2 separate regions of the Sus scrofa genome follow, and region 1 is linked to region 2. The links are chromatin contacts, called in public HiChIP or PLAC-seq maps. All regions are on one chromosome and are shown on one strand. The core of a region is the stretch at or near the end of the contact, and the rest is flanking DNA. Distances in the headings are between cores, read along the strand shown. Region 1 overlaps ANTXR2 (anthrax toxin receptor 2). Region 2 holds the start of LOC106510569.

Region 1 (6,605 bases), core at 536-3,035, 180 kb after region 2:
GCTGCCTGGAGGTAATCATGCTTGTAACCAGAAGAATCCTCCCCAGAGACAGACAGGGCCGCAGGGACCATGCGAACAGCTCCAAATTGTGGTTTTGCTTGCCTTATGTTTCTTCAAGGCATAATTCAAAACACTTTGGAAGATTTCATATTTATTGTGGCCTGTCTTAACATAGTATATGTGAAATAAATGTAAGGGAATTTAATACAAATAAATTATAGTATATTTAATATATAAGTGTAATAAAAAGGAATATCATATAAATAGGATATAAGGTAATTTATACAATTTAAAGAATTTAAAGAAATGCAGTTGAAATCCGGTTTGACATTTTGTTGCTTTCTGTATTACTTTCTGCTGTTTCCTTAAAAAAAAAGTGTGTTTGGGATTTGATCCTTAACTTTGCTGACTGCCTTGCTTTTGTTTTCTGCTTCCTCTAGTCTAATGGGATTGCAGCCGTCATCGCTATTTTGGTGTTACTGCTACTCCTGGGTATCGGTTTGATGTGGTGGTTTTGGCCCCTTTGCTGCAAAGTGGTGAGTAAGAAAGACTTGCAGACCTACAACACTGAGGTATAAAGTCAGGCTGAAGTGTGAGTCAGTGCCACATTGTGCAACAGCAGAGTCTCAATTAGCAAAGTGAATTTTAACAATTTTTATCACTATAATAAAATTCCATTCATGCATTCCAGAGAATGTTTATTATGAACATTTATTCATCCAGAAGACACTTTGCAATCAGGTTTGGGGGAAGAAGGGGAGAAGAAGGTAGGAGAGGTTATGGGATGAAGGGTTTTCTGCTCCAGTGCAAAAGAACTTCACGTGAGTTGATGTGTTCTGCCGGATTAATTGAGAGAGGTTGGTAATCGGTCAGGGTTTTTTGGTTTTGATTTTTTTAGCGTTTATCGAATGTTTCGTTACCTCTTTGAAAGCTCTGCTATTTTAGGACCTTCTCTCTTTGCCTCTTGGAAAAAACATTTTTGAAATAAGTCACGTCAAGGAGAACAGACTTGTGCTTGCCACGAAGAGAGAGGGTGGGAAAGGGATGAAATGGGAGTTTGGGATTAGTGGATACAAACCGGTATATAAGGAGCATATCGACAGCAAGGTCCTCTTGCACAGCACAGGGAACTATAGTCAATATCCTGTGATAAAAGCACATTGGAAAAGAAGATGAAAGAGAATAAATGTATGAGAAACTGAGTCACTTTGCTGTACACGGGACGCTAACACAACACTGTAAATTAACTAGACTTCAATAAAAAAAGCAAGAAGTCTTGTGCAAATGTTAGGATATTTGTTAAACAGTCACTTTGATGTTATGACAGTTGGTTTTAGGTTGTGTCATTTTTCGACTGTGAGGAAGACCTGAAAGCATCCGGGTGTGTATAACCTTTTTGTTGCGACCGTAACAGACTGCCGCACATCTGGTAGCTTAGAGCCACACCAGTGTAAACTGCTACGTAATCGCCTCCAGCATGGGTCCCACTGGGCTAAATTCAGGTGTCGATAGGGCTGCATTCCTCTCTCCTGCTGTTGAGAGAATCTGCTCTCTCGCCTCCTCCATCTCCTAGAGGCCACCGCTGTTCCTTGCTGCACGGGCCCCTTCTCCTCCTTTGAAGCCGGCCAGCTTGCGTCTTTGCGACCATTTCTCTGTAATCACTGGTCCCTCTGACTCTGAACCCCTGGGAAAGGGACCACGTGATTAGGTTGGACGCATCTGAATAATCCAGGATAATCTCCCATCTCAGGATCCTAGCAAAGTCTCTGGCCCTTTAAGGCAATTTCGTCACAGTTCCAAGGAATTAGGGTGTGGACATGGTTACAGAACTGTGATTCTTCCTACCACAGGGTGGAAGGTTGAGTAATAAACATGAGCACATTTCAAGCAATGCAACTTGGACTGTCCAGACTTCATAGGAAAGGGAATCCCACCTTCTTTTGATAGCACGCCTTTTCTTCCCAGCACATTGTATGGAATGCTGTCACCTGTAGGTCACTAGTGTTTTACGTGACTGTGTTTTCTTCTCCTTACCTTTGTTCATTGATTTCGACTTTCTTGCAACTTCAGGCAGTGCTTTGTTTTACTCCTGCATTGCGTTTCAGTCTGCTTCCATGAGGCAACTTTGCAGTCCTTTATCTCAGAGCAGTTGGCCCAGGGAGGAGGCACAGAATTAACTGCGACACCAGTGGAGACAAGAAGTGTGCTATCTCTTTGCTGAACTAATCAGTTTCCTGCCGTAGCAATTTCTGCTCAGTTTCCTGTTGTAATCTTGATTATCTTAGGGTGATTTTTAGGCGAGCGAGCATTCTTGAGTCTCAAGTTAAAGAGCAAAAAGGCACCTTCATGTGATCCATGGTCCTTGTTTTTTTTTTTTTTTTTTTTTTTTTAATTTAAACTTCACCGTGGCAGATTTCCTTCTTGCATTATTTTGCAGTTTCATTTAATATTGATCAGAGGGCTCGAAAGTGTCAAAGCATTTTGATTTTTCACAAAGACACGTCCTGCTGTACAGCACAGGGACTGTACCTAGTCACCTGTGATGGAACGCGGGGGAGGGGAATGTGGCAGAAAGAGTGTGTATATACGTGTGACTGGATCTCCACGCCGGATGGCCGAAAGGGACAGCATGTCCTAAGTCAGCTATAGTTAAACAGTCAAAAAAATAAAAGGCGGCTGTGGAAGACTGCAGCGAGCTTCTCCGGGAGGCGCCGGACGCGCTCAGTGACGTCTCCACCCTCATGCTGGATGTTGCAGAAAAGGATTCGGTGGCCAGGCGGTGAGCGTAGAGCCCTCCCGTCCCTGTCCCTGCCGGTGGCGAATCAAATCAGGCGTGCTTCTTTGTGCGAGGCACCCTGGGGCAGCATGAAGGTGTATCTCCAGGAAGTCAGAAGGGCTTCCTCTTCTCAGAAACAGCATGTGCTTACTCATTTCTGGAGCGTTTACTTCCTAGAGAGAACCGTCTTTATTTTACACTTAGAAATAGACTGAAGAGCAGCCAGCCCTGAGAACGAGCTTGTCTTTAGGTCTAGGAATAAATGAACCCTAGCAAATGGTTCCTAAAGTAAGTTTAAAAACAGGGAGACGGGGAGTTCCTGTCGTGGAGCAGTGGTTAACCAACCCAACGAGGAACCATGAGATTGCGGGTTCAGTCCCTGGGCTTGCTCAGTGGGTTAAGGATCCAGCGTTGCTGTGAACTGTGGTGTAGGCCGGTGGCAACAGCTCCGATTAGACCCCCAGCCTGGGGACCTCCATATGCCGTGGGTGTAGCCCTGGAAAAGACAAAAAAGACAAACAAACAAAAATCCCCAAGAAACCCCAGGGAGATGGTAGAGGCGGCATTCTGCATTCAGCCCTTAGCACTGTCACATGTGCCAGAACTGTGCCAGGAGCTGGGGACACGGCAACGACGATTATATAATCATTACGTGATTAGCACGTTTTCCTGTGAAGCCCAGAACCGTGGGCGAAGTGTGGACGGAGGTTGAAGCTTATAAATGGAGGCGTGTGTCCCGGTAGCAAGATGTGTGAGGAGCACAAAGGAAGAGGGTTTTGCCAGAGTTAAGGGGTTGTTTCAGGGAAGTGGAGCCGGGCTGCTGACTCCCAACCGAGTTTTGAATGTAGTGAGACACCGCAGTTGAAGAGGGGCTGTCCCCTGAAGCGTGTGGACTGACATGAGTTACTCAGGCACGCTTCTGGAAGGGCCAGGCTGAGGCCTAGCGTGTCAGGGAAAGGGGGCCACTCCTGTGTCTTTGAGGACATTTGTACTCACCCCAGGGATGATAAGAAGCCACTGGAAAGATTTGATCAGTGTAATCCCCTAAAAGAAGTTTTGCTGGCTTGGTGTGGTGCTGGGTCTGGTCCTGGTGGGGGTTAAACCATCCAGCTGAGTTCCGTCAATAATTGAAACGCAAGGCCAGTGGCAGAGAGTGGGCCTTGGATGTGGCGGGGCGGGGGCGGGGGGCACCGCCTGGGGTGGGGAGTGGGTGCAGACTGCCCTCGGGCAAGAGGCTGCAGAGATGTATTATGCCAGACGAGGAACAGAGCCAGTGTTTTGTAGCAGCTGTAGGTGGAGTGCAGCCTTTAACATAAAGAGGACCCGGCCTGAGCTGTGTCGAGTGCGCACGGAAGCTCTGTGCGCCTGGGAGAGAGGAGGCGGCGGTTTGAAAACGGGGCGAGGAGACCTAACCTCGTGAACACAGAGCTCCCGAGGGCACCAGAGGGGGGTGGTTCAGCGGCAGGGGGTCCACTTCATTATGCTTAGAGACTGTATTTCTGCCCTGCTCACGTCAGAATGTGGTTCATGAAACAGTTCTTAGCAGCATTAACTTGTTTAGGAATCCCTTTGCTCTTTGCCTATTGTTACCAGTAATTCTGCTTTTTAAGGGGCAATGGAATGCATTCATCTCAGCTTTGCTCTTGGGCAAACTTCTTTTGCTTGTCTTTTAAGTCTTGGGGCCAGTATTTCACCTCCTACCTGAAATATGACTCAACAGCTTAAAGCGTCCGTTTTCGGGCACATTTGCATCATGTCAGCAGCCCCTCCTTGAGAATGGCATGCTCAGAAGGTCTTATCAAGGTAGAAATCCTGGAGGAAAAAAACCCCGAGCTGGAGGCGCCAATGTCTGTCACTCGTTCTTCATTCAGTCATTTCATATGTTTTTAAAGTATCTTGCGAAATAATTTAGCCATTCCTTGTTTAGAGATTAAAATTTCACCCACGTCTCATTAGTGGCTCAGAGATGACAGAGTGGCTTCTCTCTTGGGCGGTGGTTCTCCGTTTCTTTTCTGCTCCTCGTACCTGGACAGCCCTCAGGGCAGCAGCTGCCCGATTCCCACTCGCGGCGCTTCTCTCGAGGGGAGAGGATGGCTGGATGAGACACGCCCAGGCTGCCCGACAGACCCTCGAGAGGAGGTCTTAGCTCCTTGAAACCATGGATGGTATCTTTTATGGCAAAAAGGGCTTCACCAATACGATTAAACTAGGGCTCTTGAAATAGGGAGACGATCCAGGATGACGTAAGTGGGCCCCACAGGCCGGCACAAGTGTCCTTGTAAGAGGGAGGCAGAGGAGAGAAGACCCCCGGGCAGGGGAAGGCAGCGCAGTGGTGGAGGCGAAGATTGGCGTGATGCCGGCCGGTACCAGGCAGGGACGCCGGTCGCAACCAGAGGCTGGAAGGTGCAAGGAGCAGAGACACCCTGGGCACCTGTGAATGACAGGGTCTGCCAACAGCTGATTTTAGCTCTGTAGTTCTCAATTTGGACTCTTGGCACCCAGAACTTTAAAAAAAAAAAAAATTCGGTCGTTTTCAACTACTGAGTTTGTGGTAATTTGCGACACAGCAGCATTAAGAAACGAATAGATTCCCGAAATGATTCTGATACTCGCCAAGGTTTGGAATCACTGCTCAGGCTAATGATTTGGAGAAATCTCATGTGATGTGTTTTCAGATCAAGTCATTACATCAGTGTTTATGGAGTGAGTGCAAGAGGTTGTAAGATGGGAGATAATGAAATAGTCTTCAGAATATTTACAAAGCCTCCATGGCAGTTAAAATCCATGTGCATTCTTTAAAATTAGAATTACCATTCTGTTTCGTTTTGAGTAACTGTAAATATGCATAATGCTTTATAAACTGAGTAGAATTTATTGACTGCTTTCAGAGCAACAAGGCATTTTGTTGAAGAAACGGGTTTCTAATCTTCGCAAGTATCCAAGGCGAATGTATTATTAGAACCTATTGACAGCAAGGATCCATGGTCAGTTTCCTTGGGATGTCACTCCTTGTTATTTGCTGGAAGAGGCCAGTACAATCCCATTCATATTCCGACACACAGCACGGTGCACTGTAGAAAACAAAGGAGCAAAAAGCAGAAGCAGATACTAATACGGAGAACAGGGAGTTCCCATCGTGACTCAGCGGTTAATGAACCCGACTAGTATCCACGAGGATTCGGGTTCAATCCCTGGCCTCGCTCAGTGGGTTAAGGATCTGGCATCGCTGCGGCTGTGCTGTAGGCCGGCAGCTGTAGCTCCGATTGGACCCCTAGCCTGGGAACCTCCATATGCCGCAGGTGCGGCCCTAGAAAGACAAAAACAAACAAACAAAAACCAGAGAAAAAATCAGGGGTTGCCAGAGGGGAGGGAGTTGGGGAGGTGGGTGAAATATGTGAGGGGATTAAAAGGTCCAAACTACTAGTTATAAAATAAATTAGTCATGGGGATATAATATGTAGTACAGAGAAAATGGGCCGTAATGTTGTTAGAACTTTGTATGGAATGAAAATGTTCAATCACGAGTTCCCTTGTGGCTCAGCTGTAACACACCTGACTAATATCCATGAGGGTGTGGGTTTGATCCCTGGCCTTGCTTGGTGGGTTGAGTATCTGGTGTGGCTGTGGTGCAGGCCAGCAGCTGCAGCTCTGACCCAACCACTAAACCTGGGAGTTTCCATATGCTGCAGATGCAGCCCTGAAAAGCAAAAAGTATTGAATCACTATGCTGTACACCTGAAACTAAGACGAATACAGCATTACAAGTCAACTGCAAAAGATTATGATGGTCCCTTGGCTTACTATTCTGTTTCTTAATGAATTCATAAAG
Region 2 (6,095 bases), core at 67-2,566:
GGGACAGCCCCAAAGGAGGTCACCTGGGGTCGAAGCCTTTGGAGGAAAAAGAACTGGGTTTCCTCTGGGCTCCGACCCCACTAGGCACTCGCCACCCAGCTCCCCTACCCCCCCACCCCCGCCCGCACGCCGCGGCCGCCCCGCGCGGTGTCAGGACTCGGGGCGGCTGAGCCCCCGCCACAGCAGGAGCGCCTTTTGACGGAAACGCACCCCATTGTTGCGTTACTGCCCCGCGCCGCGAGTCACCCATAGTTTTCTTTCTGTCTATTTCTCTGTCGAGGCCAACTCCTCCTGAAATTGCAGGCAAACAAATCTAGTAGGTCAGAGATTGCATTTGCTGGTGTAAGGGATTAATAGAGCCCGGTCTGAGGCTGCTTTCCAGAATTGCCTTCGGGATTAAAAGGCAGACACGGCAGGCACGGGCACACGTTTTGCATTCACTGGTGGCTGTGATTAATGTTTCCGAGGGGATTTGTACTGGGAGCTTACGGAACGTTGCTTTCGGGGGTCTAATGCCCGACGGCCGCGCGCAGGGACCGGCAGAGGGTCTGCGGACACGCGCCCGGAGCGCCGGGCGGGGTGGGGGATTAGAGGGGGCGTCAGATGTGCGCGGGAGGCCCGGCTCCGCGGCCTTTTAGCGCCTTCCTCCCTCTACCCCGACCCCAGCACGGCTGCTACGGAGGACCGCAGTGAGGACTGTCAGGGAGACGGACGTTAGGTCTTACAGGGTCTGTGTAAGGGAAAATGCTCTCGAAGTGTCCTGACTTGGGGGTAGAAGGGGTTCAGCACCAGGCCGCAGAACTTTATCCATCCGTCCAGTAAAGGGAATTCCGTGTCGAGCGGACGCGCTGCTCCCAAACGCATCACTCCCCCCAGGTTACCGAGTTGCCGGGCTCAGGCCTCGACCCCCTCGAAACGCCGTTCTCGGGATTGATGTCGGGGGCTCCCAGGGAGGCACCTGTGGAGAGGAGTCGGAGCCCTGGCACGAAATACATCCCCCTTCCCACCGCCCCAGGGGCGGACAAACCCTGACCGCGCGGGTAAAGGGGAAGGAGGGGGACGTTCTGGGGTGCGGGGGTCAGGCGAGGAGAAGTAGGGAAACCTGGCAATCGAGAGAAAAGCGAGGCGTTTGGGGAGCGAGGGAGCAGAGTTTAGGGAGAAGAGCGGAGAAAAAGCGAAGGGGCTGGTCGCGGCGGGTGGGCATTACCGCTCTCCGGCAGGAGGGGGCGCTTTTCCCGCCCGGACCAGCCTTCCCCTGGGCGGGGCGGGACGCCCCGGGGCCCCGGCTTCGGGGTGCTGGGCGCCCCCTCCTGGCGACTGCGTGGCGCTCCGGGCCCGCGCCCGCTGGGCCCGCGGCGGCCGCCTTGCCGGCAGGAAAGCCGAGAGACCCAGCGGCGCGGGGGTGCAGCGGCGGCGGCGCCAGCGCCAGGCAGGCCCCCCTCCCCGCGCGCTCCCCGCGGCCTCCTCACCTGGGGCCTCCAGGACTCCTGCCCCGCGGGCACGGCTTCTGCCCCGCGGGCACGGCTCCTGCGCGCCCCTCGGCGCCCGGCTTCCGCCCGGGTCCCAGCCGGCCGAGGGGCCCGCCCTCCTCGCCGAGCGGGTCGCGGGCTCCGCCGCAGCAGCTGGGAGGGAGGGAGCGACCGCCGGCTGCTGCCGGGCGGCGTCTGGGGGCCGCGAGCCGAGCGCGAGGAGCCGCCATCTGGAGCCTCGGCAGCGGGCGGGGGCGAGGGAAGGGGCCTGGCAGCTCCGCCCGCGGCGCGCTAGGGGCCGGGGGCCGGGCGTGGGAGCGGATGCTGGAGTCCGGGGGCTGGGGGGAGGCCTGCCCCTCTTAGGTCCCTTCAATTCCCGGGCTGTCCCCACGAGCAGGTCCAGCGAAAGAGCGGGGACCGGCGCGGCGGCTCCTCCTCCCACCTGCAGATGCCCCTGCGGGGGTGGCGTGGACCTAAACTCTGCCCGCGCGCGCACGCACGCCGCCCATCGCCCATCTCCCATCGGAAGTGGTTTTCTCTTCCCTTCCCGCCCGCCGTGCCCATCCCACGCCGGGAAAGAGTCCTCTCCACACGGCGTGGGCTTTTGGACCCCCCACGTTACTTCCGACAACCGCTTTAGCCAGAAAGCGGGACGGACACCATCTAGTCCCCTCGGACTGTGGAAAAGGAGGAGAATGGCGCGAGGGGGGCTCGTCCTCCCACTTTCGGGCTGGGAAGTGGAGGATAATTGGGGGGAGGGGGAGGAAAGGACGCGTCGTTTCTCCCCTTTACTTTTTTCATTTCATATGCGTCCAGCGTTTTTATAGCTTTAACTTAAAAAAGGAAAATTTCTCTTTCCTAAATTTGGATGGGGGCGGGGGCAAACTCCAGGAAGGGTGAGAGTGTAGGGGAGAGTCGAGGGAGCAGGTCCAGGAGCTCCAGCTTTCCTGCTTCTGGGCCATCTCTGAAGGCAAGGACCTCAGCCATAGGTTATAGCTCCACGTAGGGGGGACTGATTGGGTGTGTGGGTGGTGGCGGGAAGTCTGGGTGAGACAAAAAAGGCAAACCCACTCTCACCCCAAGGCATTAAAAGACAACCCCCCCCCCCCAGCTGTCTCTTGTCCGGCAGAATGGCATTATGTAAAAGATCTGGCATGTCACCCAGTGGCACATCTGGTAGGTGTAGATGGCATTCATTAGCACAGGGCTTCTACTCTGCAGCATGCCAAAGCCCTGACAGAGATGCCCGCTGCCAATCATTCATTCGCTGCCAATCCCAGAGCGCGGCCTGGCGGGATGGCTCCCTTCCACTCTGGCACAAGGACTGGAGGCAACAATGTGTTGCGATAGGAAGAGATGAAAGCGGAGCTGAGGATGAGAGGCACCCAACAGATGTATCCCGTGAGGAGATAACGGTGCGAGGAGTCATTTAGCAAGAAAGCATATGCAGGATCTCAGGAGGGGGCTGGGGCTTGGGCAGGGGTCTGCCTGCCTAGGCAGGAGCTGAGGGAGGGCCAGGGGAACCCCTTGAAAACCTCAAAGTTGAGTTGCTCCCCCCAAATCCCCAAGGTCAACCCCCTCCCACCTTGGGACCTTTTTGTCTCCCACCCTCCCTCTCTGTCTCCACCCCTGCCCCACCTTATGTGTACCTCTGTTTATCTGTCTCTGTAAAGAGGAACTCTCTTCCTGCCTCAAGGCTTTCCCATCACAGATGTAAAGAGTACCTTTCCGGCTGTTTCGGTTGCACCATCCTCTTTGCCTTGTAATTTGAGGAGGGTGGGAGGCTGTCAGGCTATCTTTACTGCACTTTGAAAGGTAAAAATTGCATATGTTAACGATGTGAATTAAAAAAAGTCTAGCTTTTCAGAGAGAATAGATATGAACAGAAGCAAGCAAGGGAATTATTAAAACATAAAATCTAGGATAGAAGTTGCCTCTGAAGTGTTCTTTTCCTTAAGCTGTGCGATTGCCTAGTCACAGGTTGTCAGTGTATTGTTTTTCTTTATGTCATGCACATATTTTATAAATATTCTTTCTGTCCATTGAGTATTTAGTAAAACAACAACAAAAGTCAAAGGTTAGAGGGCTTGCGGAACTCAGTGTTTAAGTCAAGCATAACAGCTCTTTACTGACATATAATGTATATGTATTATGTATAAAATTAAACTACTCTTTTTAGTATAAATATATAGAATGAAATACTTGGGGCATATGTACACTGGCTCATGGTCACAAAATGACTGCTGTAATTCCAGGCATCACACCTTTGTTCTTAAGCACGAAGAAAGGAATGAGACAAAGAAAGTAGTTCTTTTCTTTTATGTGAAGGAAATACTTTCACTTTTTATTAGCCAGACCTAGGTTACCTGGACCCGGATACCTACAAAGGAATCTGAGAGAATGAACTTTTAAAATGTAAAAAGGTAGAGATAGGGGCCTTGGGAATGGTTGTTGGGTTGCAGTCTGGGGTGTCTGGCCAAAACCTCAGGTTGAGCAACACAATGTGAGCACCAGGCAAGAGGAGATAGCAAGTTTTATCATGTTGTTTTAAGTAAAATCTTTTGTTTTCCTTAAAGTCGTTAAAACTTATCAGTCAGGGATACCACACTTGAATTTAGCAATTTCTTTGTGAATTTCATCAAATTCTATTTCAAAATAAGGGCTGAATCTTAATCAATATGTTCATAAGACAGCAGACATTAAGTCTGACATATCTAAATGAAATTAGTTTTGGGGAGAAAAGTATAAATAGAACTTGTTTATAAATTTAAATGAAACAAGAAAAATGGCTTTTGTTAGAAGGACTAGAGTTTTAAACCCAACTCTGTGACTCAGGCTAGATGTGTGACCTTGGGTAGTTTACTTGTTTAGGTCTCTGTCCTGATCTGCAACTAGGTTAGTAAAGCTAATAATGCCTTGCAGGACTACAGTAAAACTTAGAAATAACGGCAGGTTTTTAAATGTGGTCATTGTGAGGGACCCAGCAGGAATCAGAATTCAGTGCAAATAGATCATATGAAAAGACTACTTAGAAAGATGTGGGCCTTGTTATGGGAGCAAATGAGATGATGAAACATACAGAAACAGCACAACAAGAAGCTTTTAGCAGAGGAATTAGTGTTTCTAGAGCCCAGTAAGGACACTGGAACCTTACTTGGGGGAGGGGCTCAGTGAGAGTCGTGGGGACAGAGGTACTGCCAGAGAGGCCATAGTTTAGCAAGGAGGGAGCAGGGAAGAAAGCCCCCAGTCTTTCTCTTCTCACATCTTCTAGTTTCGCATGGCTGTCTTCCATTGGACAAACCCACCTGGAAACTAGCTGGCAGTGTACTGGAGCATGATGGTGAACCTGCGTAGGTCAGCTTTTGAGGACCCCGAGTCAGGCATTGAAGGCTGGAGAACAGATCTTGGGGAGACAAATGGAGAATAATCAGCACATGACTGTTATTATTTATCAATAAGATTGTCTGAGAGCAATCCCTATAAACACCTTTTTAAAGCACAAGTCCATCTGGAAGTGAAAACTCCACAGGTTTTGTAAAGAATCATCTCTCAGAGCCCTTTGGCCGAAAGTTTCTCCTAGCTCTCAGGAACGCTTTCCAGGCATCTTGGCAGACTTTGTTAGCCAAGACCTGGAAGAGTTTTCCAGCACGTCCTGTTGGTTTCCGCTGGGCATCCCCAGGTCTCTCATCATTTCGTGGCTTCCTGTGTCAAGATCAGTCTTGCTAGGCCTGGTTAGTCACTTGCTGACTGTTGCTTTCAAGGAAGCCAGCCGGGATTCAGCAAAAAGTGACTCCTTCATAACAGGTCAACCTCATCGCAGCAGGAAATCCTACTGATGCTTTTTCTTGAGTTCAAACTCTGCACGGACTTCAAATTTAAGTAACTTTTACTCCTTCCGATTTTGCCAGGCCTATCCTTTCTTCCTATACCTGAACTAACCTGTGAACAAATAATGGAAACAATGGTGAAGAGACATATTGTCTTTTCCAGTTTTAGGTAAAAACTGTAACTAATATCAGAGTCTTAGAGTGCTCACTCTATGTTTTAGCACAATCAAAAGCCTCATTTCTGGAGTTCCCCTGTGGCTCAGTGGGTTACCAACTTGACTAGTATTCATAAGGATACAGGTTCAATCCCTGGCCTTGCTTCAGTGGGTTAAGTATCTGGTGGTGGTGTGGTTGCGGTGTAGGCCAGCAGCTGCAGCTCCGATTTGACTCCTGACTTAGGAACTTCCATATGCTGCAAGTGCAGCCCTAAAAAGCAAAGCAAAACAAACCAAAAAAAGCCTCCTTTCTGTATTTTCTAGAAACTAAGAGTGTAAAAAATTGAGAAGCCTGATATAAAGTTAATGGTCACTTTTTTTTTTTCCTTTTTGCCATTTCTTGGGCTGCTCCCGCAGCATATGGAGGTTCCCAGGCTAAGGGTTGAATCAGAGCTGTAGCCGCCGGCCTACGCCACAGCCACAGCAACGCAGGATCCAAGCCGTGTCTGCAACCTACACCACAGGTCACGGCAACGCCGGATCCTCAACCCACTGAGCAAGGCCAGGGATCAAACCCTCAACCTCATGGTTCCCAGTCGGATTTGTTAACCACCGAGCCACAATGGGAACTCCAGTGGTCACTT

Evidence for each region. HiChIP or PLAC-seq counts read pairs in DNA pulled down with a chosen protein or histone mark.
Region 1: a contact with region 2 is called in an H3K27ac HiChIP or PLAC-seq map of alveolar macrophages. The contact joins two enhancer-like sites. A contact is called at or near these places in 1 of 5 promoter capture datasets (skeletal muscle), 1 of 47 Hi-C or Micro-C datasets (embryonic fibroblasts) and 2 of 2 datasets of contacts at active chromatin or transcription factors (alveolar macrophages and skeletal muscle).

The regions. Positions count from the first base shown.
Region 1 is chr8:137,799,231-137,805,835 of Sscrofa11.1, forward strand. ANTXR2 (anthrax toxin receptor 2) reads left to right here. Exons shown (of 17, transcript XM_003129371.6): 12 at 441-536. Among named protein-coding and RNA genes, the nearest start is that of ANTXR2, 74 kb to the left of the region's middle. Within about 2 kb of position 1,786, at least 33 of the 83 cell types and tissues checked have an H3K27ac peak or open chromatin away from gene starts, as enhancers often do. A contact at or near this core is called in alveolar macrophages, where this site is marked.
Region 2 is chr8:137,622,750-137,628,844 of Sscrofa11.1, forward strand. LOC106510569 reads right to left here and starts at 5,592. Exons shown (of 2, transcript XM_013998646.2): 1 at 1,470-5,592; 2 at 1-958. The coding sequence starts at 1,992. The coding sequence ends at 864. Within about 2 kb of position 1,317, at least 32 of the 83 cell types and tissues checked have an H3K27ac peak or open chromatin away from gene starts, as enhancers often do. A contact at or near this core is called in alveolar macrophages, where this site is marked.